2 separate regions of the Mus musculus genome follow, and region 1 is linked to region 2. A link is a contact called in public HiChIP or PLAC-seq data. All regions are on one chromosome and are shown on one strand. The core of a region is the stretch at or near the end of the contact, and the rest is flanking DNA. Distances in the headings are between cores, read along the strand shown.

The links. HiChIP or PLAC-seq counts read pairs in DNA pulled down with a chosen protein or histone mark.
Region 1: a contact with region 2 is called in an H3K27ac HiChIP or PLAC-seq map of embryonic stem cells, with 6 times the contacts expected there. The contact joins the promoter of Thap4 here to the enhancer-like site in region 2. A contact is called at or near these places in 1 of 39 promoter capture datasets (pre-B cells), 2 of 115 datasets of contacts at active chromatin or transcription factors (embryonic stem cells and pro-B cells) and 2 of 9 other capture datasets (embryonic stem cells and liver).

Annotation. Positions count from the first base shown.
Region 1 is chr1:93,751,950-93,756,520 of GRCm38.p6, forward strand. Thap4 (THAP domain containing 4) reads right to left here and starts at 2,889. Exons shown (of 6, transcript NM_025920.3): 1 at 2,508-2,889. The coding sequence starts at 2,584. It overlaps Atg4b (autophagy related 4B, cysteine peptidase), which reads left to right and starts at 2,956. Exons shown (of 13, transcript NM_174874.4): 1 at 2,956-3,105. The coding sequence starts at 3,096.
Region 2 is chr1:93,194,644-93,199,404 of GRCm38.p6, forward strand. It overlaps Crocc2 (ciliary rootlet coiled-coil, rootletin family member 2), which reads left to right. Exons shown (of 32, transcript NM_001310428.1): 16 at 3,824-4,017. Among named protein-coding and RNA genes, the nearest start is that of Crocc2, 29 kb to the left of the region's middle. Within about 2 kb of position 3,483, at least 8 of the 459 cell types and tissues checked have an H3K27ac peak or open chromatin away from gene starts, as enhancers often do. A contact at or near this core is called in embryonic stem cells, where this site is marked.

The DNA of each region.
Region 1 (4,571 bases), core at 1,639-4,138, 560 kb after region 2:
GACAGTCAGGGCTGTCCAGAGAAACCCTGTCAAAAAAAAAAAAAAAAAAAAAAAAAGAAGCTTTCACCAGTGGACCACTGACCAAATCATCTGGTACCTGAAAAGTATGTTTCTGGGTGCTATAACCCTAATGAGAAGCCAGGCAAGAGAGCTGGGAGCAAGAGACCAGGAGATATCTGAGAGGCCCAGCTAAAAACCAACCACAGCTGAGCTCAAGTAGCTAAGAGTATAGGAAAGAGCTTTAGCATAAAGACCCAAAAGCTCTAGCCAGGCCTAATGGTGCACAACCGTGACATCAGTTCCTCTGAGGTAGGAGGATCCCATGGCTAACATCTGCCTAGTTATAGAGTGAGTCCAAGGCCTGTCTGGCAGAGTTCAGTGTCATCGTTCAATACACATAAGGCCAGTCTCTTCTGAGATTTTTGTCTCAAAGCAAGACAAACAAAAGAAAAGAACAGAGCCGGGCGTGGTGGCGCACGCCTTTAATCCCAGCACTTGGGAGGCAAAGGCAGGTGGATCTCTGAGTTCGAGGCCAGCCTGGTCTACAAAGTGAGTTCCAGGACAGCCAGGGCCATACAGAGAAACCCTGTCTCGAAAAACCAAAAAAAAAAAAAAAAAAAAACCAAAAAAGAAAAGAAAAGAACAGAACAGAAAAAAGAGCAGGGAGCATGGCTCCCTGGTAGGAGTACTTTGTATGTCTCGCCTAGGTATTTCTCTTAGTAGGCAGCAAAACCTCCTTTAGGAGCCTGGGTAAACCTTTGGGAAGTTATGCTGAATGTGTCAGTCATAGGTTAGGGTGGTAGTGTAAACCTTTAATCCTAGCAGTTGGGAGGCAAAGGCAGGAGAGTTCAAGTCCAGCCTGTCTACAAATGAGTTCCAGAACAATCAGGGCTATGGAAAGGGACACTGACTCAAAAGAAAACAAACAAACAATCCAAGGCCAGGTGGTGGTGGCCCACCCCTTTAATTCCAGCACTTGGAAGGCAGAGGCAGGCAGATTTCTGAAAAGACCAGAACAAACAAACAAAAAACCCAGTTGTTCTTGGTGGCTCATGCCAGTATTTCCCGAGCTTGGGAGGCAGAGGAAGGACGTCTACAAGACCAGCAGACTAAAACAATGCGATGTAGGCCAACAAGGCAATTCAATGAGACATTGTCTCAAAACACACACACAGACACGTGCCTGTGCACACACACCAAAACACCCCAAAGACAAAAATGGTAAATTTTATGTAGTATTTTACGTCGTAAGAGGAAAACTGGGAAAAAAAAATTAGATGTTCAATAACATGCTTAGTAATTTCTTCCCTCATCTAATGAAGCTATTTAATGGTCACTTAAGGCAAGATTTGTGAGACCAAACTGACTACACATGGTAGGCTTTCTCAGGTGCTCAGAGCTCCACCTGAGCTTTTCCAGTCTCGAGGAACCTGCTGTGGACCAAGACTGGCCTTAATAGGATGGATCTGGACGTTGTAAGCAATGTGATCTTATAACCTTTATCAGTGTTTAGTGAGCTAGATTTCTGGAGTTTCCCCGCCCCAATTTGGGCACTGTCTACCCATATACCATGTTAGAACATGGGGAAGCCAACATCAGTCCTTGCAACACTGCCTCATTTTCAACTGTTAACAAAACTTCTGGGGCATGTTCTATGTGAAATTGTTACGGAAACATTCTGGTTGACTTGTAAGATTGTTTAACGTTACTAGGTTTTGTTTTGAACCAGGTCTTAAGGACTGGAGACTTAATGTAACCCTGTGAACTTTCAACAGATACGTGCCATTCCCATCTTTAAATTTTAACACCAAGTACTAAGAGGTGGCAGGATGTGCGAAGTGACTTCCAAGGCAGAGTCCCTTCGCTCGCTGTTCACTCCTGTTGGAAATCACAGGAGAGGACCAACTGAGGGAGTCTCGAAAGCCTTTGGAAGGCGCGGCCCGCACAAGGGCCACCGAGAACCCCCTGGAAAGCCCTTTCCACGGTCATCCCCCGGGCCTCTGCCAGAGTGCAGGATGCGGGAGGTGATCGGTGCCAGTGCCTGGGCCGCAGGACCCCATAGGAAGGCGATGAGGGCTATGGATGCAGGAAGTAGAGCTGCGTGCGCCGGGCCGCACTCCTGCCACACACCTCCGGGCGGGCTTGCCCCGCCGAGGCAAGAGTGGAGAACTGCCCGAAAGCAAAGATCAGGATTAACCTGAGAAGGCGCCCTTGCAGAATACTCCTGAAATTGGCAGGGCCAGCCCAAATCAGTGCGACGCCCGTTGGTGGAGGTGGCGGAGGGGGCCTCCGGCCGCTCTGCCCGAGGCATGGCCGTGCTGGTCCCCAAAGCCGGCGGTCCAAGCCAAGGTCATAAAGCTCCACGACCCGTCCACCTCCCACAGTTACCCTCGGTTAGCCGGCCCCCCACTCCCGGTCCCCGGAGCTCGGCCCGCCGCGCGGCCTCAGTTTCCCCGCGGGCCCCGGCCAGGGCGGGGGCGTGGCGGACCCGGAGGCGGGCCGCGTACCTGTGGAAGGAGACAGCGCGTTTCTCGCCCTTGCCCTGCCTGTTGGAACAGTTCACGGCCGCGCAGCAGATCACCATTGCGGGCCTCGGTCGTGAGCGCCGCCAGGCTCCGATCCTTGCCGCCCGCCCGCTGGCCCGACCCGCCCCGAGGGAGCGCGGCGACACAGCTCGGGACGTGGGCCGCGGCCGAGCCGTACGGCAAGATGGCTGCGCGCTGCCGCCCGCACCACGCTGCGCTCGGACTGCCCGGCCACGGCGCCGGCGTCGCGGCCGCAGCGGGCGGTGAGTCCGTACCGAGACATGCGCGGGTGGCTGTCTGTACGGAAAGATGGCGGCGCCGGAGGAGCGCAGCTCGGGCCGGCTCCCGGGTGTTCCGAAGCGGCGGCGCGGGCCGGGGGCGGGGCGGCCGCGTCCGGTTAGGAACCACACGCGCCGAGGCCCCACCCCCCGCGTGCCCACCGCCGTACGGCGAGATGGCGACGCCCGCGCTTCCGCTGCGCCGCGCTTGGCTGCCGCGGCTTCCCGTCGCCGTGTCGCGCAGTAGTCCGTCGGAGCGACGGCACGGTCAGTCGGCAGCCGGACAGGGAAGATGGACGCAGGTAAGGAGGGCGGACGCCTGCCCTGTCGCGGGCGGGCTCCCGTGGCCGCCCGCTGGGGCGGAGGCCGGTGTGTTGGGCTGGGCGGGCCGCGCCTCCCCGCAGCGCTCAGTACCGGGTTCGCGGGGCCACTCGTCAGCGCCTCGGCCTCCGGCGCTCGGCCGCGGCCCTCGGGGAGCGTCCCAGCCTGTGGGCTCGCGGCTGCGGGCGTGAGGGCAGGGAGTCTGAGGGACGCATCAGGACGCGGGCACCCTGGTGCCCGGAGAGGACCGGTGCGCCGCGAGGGTGGGCCTTGCGGTGTCCATTGAAGAGCCGACCTCTTTAACTTCTGTCAAGTTGTTGGCCGCTGGTCCAGCTACCACAACATGCACATCTTTTGTCTTTGAAGTTCAATAACCTGTGTAGGTGAGCCCCGCTCCTGTTCTGACAGCGGATCAGTCACATGCTACTTTGACTTCTTGAGGTCCTAATACTGGGTTAAGTGTGGGTGGGTTTTGTTTGTTTGTTTGTTTGTTTGTTTTTAACTGACTCTTGCTTCTGAAGCTGGAGAGTGCGGTTCTTTGTTTATGTTGGCCAGAAGTCTTGGAGATGCAAATCTATCAAATAAGTTGTTTGCTAATAGCCCTAAAAATACCCACCCCACCCCATTCCACCCCACCCCACCCCCAACAGAGGTTCTCTCATTCCCTCAGCAGCGTTAGCGGGTTTTTTTTTTTTTTTTTGGTTTTCTTTTTCTTTTTTCCTTTTTTTAATTTAAGAGCGACCTGCCTTCAAGAATCCACTCCTTTGTGAAGGAGTCCTGCTACCTGATTTCATTGTACTTTTCTTGAATGGCGTTGCTTTTGATGGTTTTCTTCTGACAGCTGTGTTAGAGAAGTAGTCGGCTCTTACTTGGGAGTAATGCCTACAGTTAATACACATTTCAGCAGTTTATGGCATCCGTAGCTGGAGGAAGCAGGAACGTTGACTCCCCAAGATGCATGAGCCAGGTGTATATTTTTTTAAGATAATTCATTTTTTTTTTTTTTTTAGAATGAATAACTGAAGCTGTCACACCACAGTGCCTCTTGGAGGTGTGGAATGGGATAATACATTGAATTACTTAATTATCCTCTCCCCCACTTTTTTTTTTAAAGACAAGGCCTCACTGTTTAGTCTTGTCTAATATGTAGACCATGCTGACCCAAGACTCACAGAAATATATCTGCTTGCTTGTACATCCCCAATGCTGAAATTAAGTGGGTGTTTAATGCTGCTGTGAGATCAAACTCAAAAGACATCTGTGTTTGAAGACTTGTGTTAATGGTGATAAAACACTTTTTTTTAAATACAGTATGATGGTGCAATTTTTCTCCTGATATAATTCTGGGTGGCATTTTATGATCTACCTTCTGATCTCCCACCACCCTTGTAATGTTGCTTCTGGTTATTCTTATAATTGTGTGTGCTGTGTTTGTGTGTTTTCTCTC
Region 2 (4,761 bases), core at 2,233-4,732:
TCCTGCCGGGCTATTGCTGATTGTACCTCCGAAGGAGGATGGGAAGGTGGCTTGGTGGATAAAATGCTTGCTTGCACAAACATGAGGAAGTTGGCAAGGATCTACAGGACGGAAGAGCCAACAGCAGTATATATGATTCCCTGTGGGGGCGCCAATGAACAGGGGGCAAGGGGATAGAAAAATTTGAGTCAAGACTGTCCTTCATGTTTGAGTTGGGGTTCCGCTCTGGCCTCTGGTGCTTGGACCATTGAGCTGTCCCACTACTCCTGGGTTTGTTTAGTTCCTGTCTTTTGGTTGTTGGATTTCTTTGGGGTTTTGTTTTGTGTGTGTGTACAGGTGTACATGTGTGCACAGTCATGTAAAGGTCAGAAGACAACCTCATATGTAATTCCTAGGGTCTACCCACCTTGTCCACACACACACCGTTTTTTCATTTTAAAGTGTGTGTTTTGGCCGCATGTCTGTGCACCACATGTGTGCAAGTGCTTGTGGGGGCCAGAAGAGGGCATCCTAAGATTAGGGTTACAGTTATTGGCTGTCATGTGGGTGCTGGGAATTAAACCAGCGTCTTCTGAGAGACCAGCCAGTGCTCTTAACTGCTGAACCCTCTCTCCAGCTCCCATCTACCTTGTTTATAAGACAAGGTCACTCACTGGTCTGGATCCCCAAGATTAAGCTAGACTGGCTGATCTGTAACTTAACTAGAAGGGGTTCTCCAGGCTCTGCTGGCCCTGGGACTACACAGCGTATCACCATGCCCAGATTTTTTTAAAACATGAGTTCTGGGATTGAACTCAGATCATCCTGCCTGTTTGCTGAGCATTATGCCTACTGAGCTCTTTCTCCAGCTCATTCCTCTGCCTTGTGGTAGAGAAGAATCAGCCCGTGTGGCCTGAGTTGAAATAATTTTTGTCTTTTGCAGTGTGTCTTGTGTGGAAACCCTGTCTCCGTTGGGTCTTAGACTTCCAGGGATGTCCAGGCACCCATGTCTCTTGTGGGAAAGCATCACCTCTTTCCATTCTCAGGTCCCCCTCCCCTTATTCTTGCCACCATTCCTCCATTTTTGTTAAAGTATAATTAACATGCAGTGTGGGTAACAGGCAGACCAATGAGTTTGACAGTGGTGTGTGCACCTGGGATGAGAACATGGTTACCGGTCCAGAAGCCTCCCTCACAATCCACAGTGGGGCCCAAATGTCTAAGACCCCAGCAGCCTCTGTTCCAACATGGGGGACCCTACACTGGCTGGGCGGATAACTTGTACCAAGTTTCTCTATATATGTACTCTTTAAGACTCTTCGAGTAGTGTTGCGGCCGCCAGCAGCTCGCAACGTGAACGGTTCGACTGAGAAGGCCGCTCGAGCTGTAAGAGAGGAATCTAGACGGGGCGGAAGAAAAAATGTAGCCAAGACAGTTACTCTGATCAAGGCTCAAATTTTATTGTTGCGACACTAGTTATGAAGGAAGGGGGAGGGGACCCGATTCCCGCCGAATAATCTCTGGTCCAGTAGAAAGGTGCACGGGTGTGGCTCCGCAGGTTCCAGCAGTGGGCGTGGCAGAACGAATGAGCAGGAAGCTCCACCCCTGAGCAAGCAGGTTTCAGGCTGGGGGAGGGGAGACTACAGAGTAGTTACATGTACCATAACTTTTGGCTTTGGCACATAACTCCACATCACAGTGTGAATAAACACGACTACTTTCTCACACACCTATTGTTGGACACCTGTTCTGTTTCTGGCTTAGGCTGTAATACACAAAACTCGTGAAAGCCTTTGCACACCCATTTCTCACTATTCTTGAGCACATGCACACAAGTGAAATTATGACGGTCATTGGGAGGAGTGTGGTGAATTCTGTCATTCTGTCAGCTACTCCTCAGCCTCGAGTATTAGATATCATCTGTTTTAATTTTTAAGCAATCTTCTGCAGGATATTCTATGTATGGAGGTTTTGATTCGTGTTTCCAAGGTAATGAGTGGTCTCAGCACATTTTCATGCACCTGTTGAATCTGTGTCTTTTTCAGGCTTCTGTGTGTTTTCTGAACGTAAATTTTGTATCTTGGTTGTGTCTGTGTAGGAATCTCTCATATATATCAATACACTTTGTCAGATGTTCTGTGAATGTCTTTTCCAACTGGTATCTTGTCTTTCTGTTTTCTTAACAGTACTTTTTGCAAAATATACAACTTTAATTTTGTCAAATTTCTTTTACATTCTTAATCATTGTCTATGTTGCTGTGGTGGACTCATTAGTTTTGTTTGGTTTGCTTTGCTTTTGAGGCAGTAGCCTAGAACTCACGGTGTAGCCCACACTGGCCTCAAGCTTGTAGCAACCCTCCTGCCTTAACTTTCCCAGCTTCTGGGATTATATGCACTAAACAACCTTGCCAGACTTTTTAAAAAATCTTATGATCCATATTTCCTAGAACCTGTGGTTTACCTAGCCCAAGGACAAAGAGTTAGCCTTCCGTGTTTTCACGTGGCCTTAGCTGAGGTCTTCAGTCCATTTCATATCAATGTCACATGGATCTTTAAATATGTTACAACACAAGTCCTTTTGCTCATCTAAGATTCACTGAGTCAGACACTCGCCCAGAAAGACTTTGAGTCAGCCTCTGGGTGACTCCAATATCACCAGAGTGTGAAAATCACAGGTGTGCGGGATGGAGTGGTGCCGCAGACCCTCTGGATCCCTTTGTCTGTGTGGAACGGGTCTCTGGGGCAGGTGGGCAAAGTGTCAGAGGAAATGACAGACAGACCAACAGGAGAGATTGTGTAGAATCTGAATGTATTGTGTCAGGTCGAGCATCAAACTTTTTATACCAAAGGAATAACAAGAAACCAGGCAAAATACAATACACCAAGTTACAGTGACGCAATACAAAAGGAATGTATACATCAAAAGAAGGTGGGGACCAGGCTGCTGCCGCAAAAGAAGGGAGCCAGGTGCAAACTAGTCTATTGTAAAACCCACCACCAGGGGTTCTGCACTGGCAGATCTTATCATGAATACTGCAATACCCCAACACCTATTTCCTGGGTCTACAGAAGAATATACCAACTTGCTTTTAATATGCAATGTAGCCTGTACTGAAGATTTCTATCTCAGTAAGATTCCCTGGCTCTTTCTGCAGACCAGCTGAGCCACTGGCTCTGTCTATTGTAATGCTTAATTAGTAACTGAATAGGTAACTTCCTTTCTGCATTCCTGCCGGATTTCAAGCTCCGATTTCAAGCTTGCAGGCTACTGGGACCTTGGAACACTATAACAGAATTTAATCTTTAAAGGCATTTATAATAAAATATTAAAAGAGAGCTCGTAGATCCATACACCAGACTAACTCGGGAATAGAGTATGAGTATGAGAACACTAAAACTCCAGGAGGTGAGCTTCCTTGAAACTCTCTGCCTTGTAAGTGGCTTTAAGGCTTCACAGCCTGTCAAGCTGACTTGACTGGAGTGTGTGGCAGAGTGGAAATGCGCACTTGCTGTCTTTCAAGCCTGTCTTTACCTGTCCAGGCCCTGCTTCAAAGGCACTCTCATGTTTGGGCTGCCTTGCTGGATGAGTTACTTTCCAGGCACTGTGATAAAACAACTGACAGATTAAATGGTTTGAGTGAGGATATCCCCCCTTAGGCTCATATATTTGAATGCTTAGCCTCCAGTGAGTGGAGCTCTTTGAAAAGATTAGAAGGATTAGGAGGTGTAGCCTTCTTGGAGGAAGTGTGTTACTGGAAGTGGACCTCGAGGTCTCAAAAGTCCATACCAGGCAGCCTTCCCCACCCCTCTCTCTGTGGCACACGGTCCCTCTTTCCTCCCCTAGGTCACAAACAAGAAACAGGCCCTAGAGAAGCAGCTGGCACAGAGCCTGCAGGACCAGGAGGCCCAGATGGACATTCTGCAAGAAGCCCTCCATGAGAAGAACACACTGTCTGAGGAGCGGGCCCAACTACTGGCTAAGCAGGAAGCCTTGGAGAGACATAGCGAGCTTGTGACTAAGGAGGCAGCTGATCTGAGGTACCAGTGCAACCACTCACCAGGGCGCACTTCTCATGATCCTGCCCTCAGACAGCCCATGGTGTTATGACTGCAGAGGTACTATATAGGCACAGTGACATAGGGCAGGGTGTGTCTGCTGTGGGAATATGGTATGGGGTGTGTAGAGAAAAAACATTGTGCCTGTAAGGTGGTTCGGTATTAGATGAGGTGCCCTGGGGTCACCTTCCTGAAGACGGGGGACAACCCTGTCAAACCAGAAACCCAGAAACCCAGATCAGACCAGTAAAAGAAAGATACGCAATTTCTTCCTTAAGAATATGAGTTTGGGGTGGAGCTTCAGGTTGACTGTTTCCAGAGCTTCTACCACTTCAAGGACCCCTTTCCCTCTGCTGTGTGGCTCTGAGATTTCATTCCCAGGGAGACACCTAGAGGTAACAAGAGAGTCCATCTGAAATTTCTGTCTAGCAGATGTTTCCTAGCAGTCCTGGGAGCCAGAGGCATGTAGCTGTGCAATCTAGAGTAGGGTCCACCCATGGTCCGGACATGGAAGTAGGGGAATCCTCATAACCAACAGGGCAACAACCAAAACTGGAAATGTGCCCATGGAGGCGTAGCTTAGGCTGGTCCCATTGCCTCTGCAGAGACCCAAGGCTAGCTGGTGCCTTTTCTCCTCAAAGCCTTCTCAGTCCTGAAGGGCTTCCTGGAAGAGTCTCCTCTAGAACTCCAGATGCTAGGGCCGTGGGGAACTAGAAGGACCCAGAC